Linked DNA regions of Ovis aries: region 1 is linked to region 2. A link is a contact called in public Hi-C data. All regions are on one chromosome and are shown on one strand. Each heading gives the region's core, a stretch centred on a gene start, on an enhancer-like site or on the middle of the called end of the contact. The rest is flanking DNA. Distances are from core to core; before and after follow the strand shown.

What was found. Hi-C and Micro-C count contacts between places; a contact is called where the count stands out from the background.
Region 1: a contact with region 2 is called in a Hi-C map of tail adipose tissue, with 5 times the contacts expected there. The contact joins two enhancer-like sites. A contact is called at or near these places in 7 of 16 Hi-C or Micro-C datasets (hypothalamus, mesenteric adipose tissue, mixed tissues and 3 more).

What each region holds. Positions count from the first base shown.
Region 1 is chr1:165,275,966-165,280,011 of ARS-UI_Ramb_v3.0, forward strand. The region is part of intron 1 of FILIP1L (filamin A interacting protein 1 like); the gene reads right to left. All of the region lies in intron 2 of CMSS1 (cms1 ribosomal small subunit homolog), which reads left to right. Among named protein-coding and RNA genes, the nearest start is that of FILIP1L, 58 kb to the right of the region's middle. Within about 2 kb of position 1,921, at least 13 of the 54 cell types and tissues checked have an H3K27ac peak or open chromatin away from gene starts, as enhancers often do.
Region 2 is chr1:165,034,995-165,039,195 of ARS-UI_Ramb_v3.0, forward strand. The region is part of intron 5 of FILIP1L (filamin A interacting protein 1 like); the gene reads right to left. All of the region lies in intron 1 of CMSS1 (cms1 ribosomal small subunit homolog), which reads left to right. Among named protein-coding and RNA genes, the nearest start is that of CMSS1, 17 kb to the left of the region's middle. Within about 2 kb of position 1,842, at least 4 of the 54 cell types and tissues checked have an H3K27ac peak or open chromatin away from gene starts, as enhancers often do.

The sequences.
Region 1 (4,046 bases), core at 671-3,170, 240 kb after region 2:
CCTGGCTGGTTGAGAAATGCATGTATCTGATCACAGAGGGCAGAGGTGTGAGCATGGCCAGCTCAGCATAACCTCCTTCCTACTGGAAAAATCATTTCCAGCCCAAGTTCTGACAGGAGTAACTGACCTCAGCCTTGTTTAGAATTACGAGCTATGAGCAATATGCCCAGCCAAGTTATGAACTTCTCGAAGATCCTGATGACCTTTCACCCAACTGACCATCTGAATTTTCCTGTACTGTGAGAGACCGTGATGAAAACAACATGTTTGGGGTAGCCAGCTCTGTGCAGGGTGCTGTGATAAGTCGTCTGCATGCGCTCTCTCACTCACACCTCAGAGTAATCCCATGCAAGTGTACTATTTATATTCTCCTTTTGGGGGTGAGAAAAGTGTGGCTGGAAGAAGTTACCTGACTTTCCTAGGGCTGCAGATCCTCTGACTGGTGGAGTTAGGACTCCACCCTAAGTCTTGCCTGACCCCAGAACCCATACTGTTACTGCCACACTCCACTGTCTCTCAGGACACAAGGATATTAGAAGACTCTGATAAGCCCCTGCCTACGGAATGAAACTTTCCACAATCTGATGCTTATAAGTGGGTATGGGTTTTAAGTTCTAATTTCTTGAAGTGAAAAAATTAGGTCACCTCAGCAGGCAGACTGAAGAAAAAAATTGACTAAGAGTCAAATGAGGCAGATGTCTGTTCTTGGATGCCTCTACACATCTCCCATTAGTGAGTTCCTCTCTATCCCAGCAGCTTGAAATACTCACATCCCAGACCTAAAGCTTTGCTCAGCTTTAGTTCCTCAAACTTCTACCCCAAACATGAACTCTCACAGTGGACGAGTTGAAGTCTCTCCACTTCATCTCTCCCCAGCGCCTCAGTGCCAACTCCATTCACTTTATGCCCTCAAACCTAGAGGTGTCGAGGCATCAGTAAGACCAGTTTCTCCCTCCTGTTCCCTTCACAACAGAGTTCAGAGGGTTTTTAGAGAAAAGGAAGGCTGTAAAACCTCCAGTGTTAGAACACTGAGTTAAGGCCCAATTTCTCCTCTGGAATCACAGTTTCATCTGTGAAGTTTAACTTAAAGTTCAGTCATTGAATGATATGTCTAGTATTCTGGAGCCCTGCTCTTCCCAATCTTCTGAACTTCACTCTCACTTGAGTGGAAAGGGGCAGCTTGGATGACACCCAGGAGGAATTTGGTGCAAGTTCAGGAAAACGTCCTTGGTAACATGCGTCTCTTAAACAGTGTATTTCTTTTGAGATTTTGTAGACAGATGTGAACTGAAGGCAGCCTTTAGGGTAATTTCTCTTACCTAGTCAGCAGTACAAAGTAAGGCTTAAAGTTTTGTGGTTTTTCTTTTAAAAAGGACAGACTGACTCATTTCACTATTGACACAGTAAAGTACACTCAGAGTTGAAGAGCCTCACTAGATAATCTGAGTTTCTCTTGTCCCGCTTCTGGGAAATTATCATTTTAAAAACAAAATGCCTCTTTTTATTTTCTAAAAGAGCCTTATAAATCACTGCCATTTGAAGCTATAAAGGTGGTGTTGGGGTTATTTTCTGGTGGGACTAATATGTCACTAAAGCAGGACTTTTGATATATTAAAAAAGATTTAAAGCAAAACAGTTTAGATTTTAATCCTTTTTGAGGCACTGGAAAACACTTCATCGTTTGTCCTTAGCCTTGGCCTCCTTTAACCCTCATCTCCCTATCACTTTCATCTGCTTCTTCAATTCTGGCCTTTTTTCCTTGCATTCAGGAAGTATTTTTTCAGCACCTGTTATGTAAATAGCAGTGTTCAGACACTGAGGAGGTGAGGAAATGAAGACAAAGACCATGTCCTCCAAGGACAGAGGGTGTAGTTCAGAGGTTGCAAGTTTAAATGACTGCAGGAGACAGGAAGGTCTGTGAGATCAGGAAGGGGCCGGCGCGGGTCAGAGGCGTGATTTGGACCCTGCCAAGGTGGAAAGGATGCATCCCTCTGAAGGGACCATCATTACTCCAGTCAGCAGCTCCAGCTGATTGGAGCCATCCTAGAATGCCAGCCCAGCATTGTCAGAGCCTCTGGCTTGTCACAAGAAGTCACAAAATCAAATTTTTATGATATGCCATCTCCTGATTTTTAAAAAATTCTGGCAACTAATTCAGATTCTTCAAAACCATTGTGTGGGCCAAACAAAACATGTTGGTGGGCTGAATTCAACCCATGGGCCTCTAGTTCAGGGAGCTCTGGTCTGTTTAGTGAGATAAATCATACATGTATGAAATCATTCATTTAAAACGTGGCTTCTATGACTAAGCCCTAATGAGTGACACAGACAGTACCTGCTGGAGAAGTTCAGAGAAAGGAGAAGGACCAAGGAGAGGGGAGAAAGATGGGCCTCGGGGGCTGCACCAGGCAGGTAAGGGGTGTGAGGAAACTAGAGAGTGTGTGTGAAGAATGTGGAGACCCACTGAGGCCATGTGGTGGTGGGAGGCCTCCAGTGCCAGGCTGAGGACATTGGACTCGACTTCCTAGGTCCCAGGGAGCCACTGAGGATTTGTTGATCTGCTAATTTAGAAAATGAAAGTTGTCGGTGAGTAAGGGGTAAAGCAGCATGCAAGAAGAAACCATCAGCAGACTCTTGCTATCAGGCTTTCCTGTTTTCCATTCCACTTCCTCTTCCACCTCTCTGCACACATCCCCAAACTGTCCACCTAATGTACTTCTAAAAGAAGAAGCCACCCTCTAGCAAGATATCTTTAAAGTATGCCAGTGCCCTAAACCAGAACAGGAAAATGAAATCAGACCAAATTAGAATGGTACCCGCACCAAGGAAAAAACGACAAACTAGCCACCGCCTCTCCCTAAGAGGGGTGTGAGGGGGAACACAGTTTGAAAAATAAATGAGGCATCTCTTTGAGACACAGATCTATGTGGTAAGCAAGACCTATGTGTCTCTCAAATGGGCACAGGAAGGTGCAGACCTGCATTCTAATTAGGTGTACTAGCTGATCAGGACTAGCTCAGCAATACCCACGGTCGGAAACCACCTAACATTTATTGCCACATTTTCTCACTTAAGTGACCAGTAGACGTGCACATAGAATACAGAAAAGTGCCATTATAAAAGGGGAGGGCACACATTTTTCGATGTTACAATATATAGCAGATCGTCTTGCAGATGATCCTGAAGGGCCAAAGATGAGTCATTGCTAAGTACAGAGTATGTTTGTGAGACGACGGGCTCTTCCTGTGTGTACATCAGTGGACCATTCCCTGTGCCCCACCTTGGACCCTCGGCATTGGTTAGCTCAGATGGGTCCAGGCTTACAGACTTTTAAACATCTTCATAGCTGGTTCAGGACCCTACACAATTTTGCTTGGCTGTTGGAATCTAAATGTCTGGTTGATATAGGCAGTTGTTAGTTATTCCAGATTGGATCATGCATGGTATTAATTTTCTGAGGCCCTTATTTTATTTATCCTTATTCTTTCTGCTATACTTTACTTTAACCATCTCTTTTGCCTCCCTAGTGATAGAGATCTGAAATAGTCCACCACTCTCTGTGGTAAAACTGTCTTCTTTTAATACAGAGGATTTAATACTTACCAGTATTAGCATCCATTCCTCCCCCACTTGCCCTCTGAGCCACTGTATGCATTACAGTCAATCCCTCACAGAGTCACACAAGCCCCTCCAAGCTTAAAAATGCCGCTATCTCTTCGTAGGGCTTCCCAGGTGGCGCTGGTGGTAAAGAATCCACTTGCAGTTCAGGAGATGCCAGAGACAAGGGTTCGACCCCTGGGTCAAGAAAATCTCCTGGAGTAGGAAATGGCAACCCACTCCAGTATTCTTGCCTGGAGATTCCCATGGACAGAGGAGCCTGGCAGGCTGCAGTCCATGGGGTTGCCCAGAATCAGACATGACTGAGCGCTCTCACACACACCTCTTCCTAGAACATTGTGTTGGCACCTGCACAGGTGTTGAGAGCTGCACTACCTCTCCAGCCTCTCTTTGAATTAACTGTAAGCTGCATCCTGACCTCAAAGTTT
Region 2 (4,201 bases), core at 592-3,091:
GACAGTATTTATGGGTCTTGTTTCTGGTGAGCTATACTGATACATGTTTGTAAAGACAACATGGCTTGGAATAGTCATTGGTAAGGTCAGCTGCCTGAAAGTTACTGGGTTCCCATTGTTTCTACACCATTGATTCTGCAAGTTAATTTTGGTTTTCTTGATAACTCTTGATCTCACTTCATAGTTTTTACCTTTAGATGGCAGCAGAGGCTAGTTATATTATTAGGACAACTCTAAATTTCATTCCCAAATCTTAAAGAAAAAAGCTATGTTTTTTTTGTTTGTATGAATTTTATACTTGGACATGTTTCAGTAAATGAGGTAGAGAGCTTTAAAATGTGTCACCTCTTGGATCATTTTTATAGAACACTATGTCAAATAGCTCCAAGAAAGCTTTATCCGAATTTGGAGAGCATATTGAAGGAGGAATCGATGCATATGGCTCTTTTAAGACCACACAGTGATTAAGAATTGGAGGTTCCTGGGTTTCATCAGAAAGCAGATGTCTTGGAGGAGATTAAGCAAGTTGGAAAGCTCATTCATAGAAGAAAAGTTTGCGGGTTTTTTTTGTTTTTTTTTTTTAATGTTTAACTCAGTTTAACATGGAGATTGGGGTTTGGAATGGATTACAAGTTTAAAAGATGCTGAGTTGAGTGAGGCAGAGGCCTCACTTATATTTAGGTAACAGTAGAAAGAAAAGGAGAATTCATTAAGTTCTTAAAATGTTAGCTTGTTTAGCCTGTAGGTTCTTAAAAGAAACCGAGCTATCTATATGATTATGATTACAGCAAGTCATTAGATAGCAGTGAGCCTTAATGACCAAAAGAAGTACTGAAAGGGAAAATGTTTTATTCAAAATCTCAGTTCTGCAATCCAATTTCTACTTGATCCTTGTCCTCCTTCACACTATACTGGAGGGCAAACACCGGAACAAAATTAGTTTCCTTGTATGAGGAAACTATCAGATCCTAGTTACACAGCTGGAATCAGGATGTTTCCTTTTCTCTAAATGAAATTAATTGTGTAAGTACTTTGAACTTTTTGGAGATATATTGGCAACATATTGTGTAAGAAAGCTGTGTTCCCTCAGGAGTGTTCTTGACTCCAGGGACTGCAGGGCCCTCACTACACCTTTAACTCTAGAGGTTGAAAGGCTCAGGACTTCCAGAGACCTTGAGTGGTTTTCATCTGTGGTCACTGGGGTAGGCAAGGGAGGGGCGGAGTCAGGGCTGCCTGACTTGCTTAGGGACCCAGCTATGGAATGCTTTGGTCAAGGCCCTGGTGTTATCAGAATGACAGTGTTTTGTATTTTTGTTTTTATCTCTGTTTATGGGAAAGTACATAAGTAATGATGATGGATATGGTGATGAAAAGAAGGAAATGCTAAAATGAGAAAAAATGTCTTTGGAATATAATTGCCTTTTGTCTTTTGTATTGTTTGGTAAATCACTGCTAATTTTTTTTTTTTAAGGAAACAGCAGATAATGAATCTGGCAGATAGCCCAGAATTTCATATGCTGCTTTGGCGTTTTTCTCTTGATTTTCTCAGAATTTCATTATACAATAAAACTTTGTCACTAAAATTTTAGCTTTATGTGGCAAACGGTCCTTCAGAAGGAAACTCTGTAGTTTCATTAGCTCATTCCCACTAATGTCTTGTGAGAGAACGTTTGGTTTTAAATAGAACTGCAGTGCTGTGATTTATATTTAAGAGTTGTCCAGTTTCTGAGGTGAAGGCTAGAGGAAATTGATGCCTTCATTTTATAATGTAACATGGTTTGTGGTTATACCTAGTCACCTCCCAGTCTTTCTGTGGTAATTACACCATGGGTAGTCCAAGAATAAGCATTGAAGTACAGTTTTCAAAAATCCTTCCTAACCTAGTTACTTCCATTTTTGTGTTCAGACACATAGCATCCCATTTAGAAACAGAATGTTCAGATATACTAACCTTGAACTGTTTTGTTTATCCCCTTTCTTTTTATTCATCTGTCAGGTTTTTCAGCTCAGCTTTTTTCTTTTTCTTCTATTTTGGTACCCACTCCCGTCTTTCTCCTTCCCTTACATACACCCACGTAACTTTTAAAAATCATTCTCCAGCTTATATTTTACAACAGCCCCGGGTTAGTGACTAGAGCACTGGGTGTGGAGCCGGGTGGACCTGGGTGGGTCTCGATTCTGGTTCTGGCACCACTATCTGTGTGTTCTTGATCAAGCCAGTCAGCCTGTGGCCGACCTTAGTTTCCTCATCTTGTAACCCTTAGGATTAGACTGCCTACTTGCAAGTTCCTTAGCGGGTAGAGATACTGTGTAGGAAAGTCCCTGGCGCATCCAAAGTGCTAGTTGTTACTAATGTCAACCTTATCATCTTTACTTTTTTCTTTTTTTTCTTTTCTTTTTTACTTGTACTTTTTCTTTCTTTCTGTTCTTAAGGTACTCATTTCTTGATCATAACGATAACTTATCTTCTTTGGTTATTTTACATTTGTTGTTTTTCTGCTTTATCTCTTGCTCTCCCATCTCTCCAGTTAATTCTTAGAAACATATTGCTAAGCATAGCAGTTGCAACAGCTGACCAGGCAGTGCCAGGTATTGGGCTATGTTTCTAACCACCCCTGGCCCAGAAAACCTTCACACATCCTTTTCTGCCCTCATCCTACTTAGTCTATTCATTGTCTTTCTTTTTTAGAGTTTATTTGAAAACATATTCTGTCCTGTCTTTTAATTGTTCAAAAATGAAGCATTTATACCATCTATAAAGTCTTTTGACCCTGACATTCAGTGATTCTATGAAAACAAGTGCAAGTCAACTGTGGCCCCCAGGTGTGTTGTTAGACCTGTGCACTTTTGCTGAGCTCCTATTACCAGCAGTGTTTAAGTCCTGGATAATGTAGTACAGTGGTTCTTAACGTTTATAAACCCAAGAATGAGCCAGGCAGCTTGTTAAGATGCAGATTCTTGCACTGGATTTCACAGGTCTGGGGATGTGGAAATCTGTGGAGGTCTTGGTAATTCTGATAAATGCGATCATTTTGAGAAACATTAATATGAGAGTTTCAAAAAATAAATGACAGCTTATTCTTACTCAAGAGATTATAGGATTATAGTGTAAGAGGGGTGACAAAAGACTAGAATGAGGCAAAATTAAGTGCTATAATAAAAGTACAAACAGAAATGATTTGGAAACTCAGGAAAACTGAGAAAAATAGAGAATTTTCTGGAGGAATCGACACTTGAGGTAGGAGTAAGATTTCAGTAAAGGAACAAAGAGAGAAGAGCATTATTGTCCAAGGAACAGCATGAGCAAAGGCCTAGCACCAGAAGGCCTGTGGTGTGTGAGGAGATGGCCAGTGCAGCGTCCTGCTGAGGGCGCCCATTACGTCCAGAGTTTCAAAGGGAGAGGAGGTGACAGGTGGAGGCCTGATTGAAAGTCTGGATTTGGGCCACTCAGTAATGTAAGTGCTAAGTAAGTGTGGTTTTGAGGCAAGGGACTGGAGAGTTGCCATGGTCAGGACCGGGTTGTAGAAAGATCACCAGCAACACAAGTGAAGGTTGTATTAGAGGTGTGGGGTTAAATCCAATAGTTTAACTATTTTACAGTAGCATCTGTTCTGAAGTCTGGTTTTGGGGCGTACCAGCACAGATAAGGAGAAGGCAATGGCACCCCGCTCCAGTACTCTTGCCTGGAAAATCCCATGGATGGAGGAGCCTGGTGGGCTGCAGTCCATGGCATCGCTATGAGTTGAACACGACTGAGTGACTTCACTTTCATTTTTCACTTTCATGCATTGGAGAAGGAAATGGCAACCCACTCCAGTATTCTTGCATAGAGAATCCCGTGGTCAGAGGAGCCTGGTGGGCTGCTGTCCATAGGGTCGCACAGAGACTGAAGCGACTTAGCATGCATGCATGCACTGTAGAAGGAAATAGCAACCGACTCCAGTGTGCTTGCCTGGAGAATCCCAGGATGGGGGAGCCTGATGGGCTGCCGTCTATGGGATCACACAGAGTCGGACACGACTGAAGCGACTTAGCAGCAGCAGCAGCAGCACAGATAAAAGAGAGAAGGCAGAGGGAGAAATACCAGGGCAGAGTGGTCGGCTGGATCTAGAGGATGAGCAGAGAAGTGGAGAACAGGACTCAGATGTTGACCCTGGGTGACAGGGAAGGTGGTGGAACACCACCAGAAGTGAGACAAAGC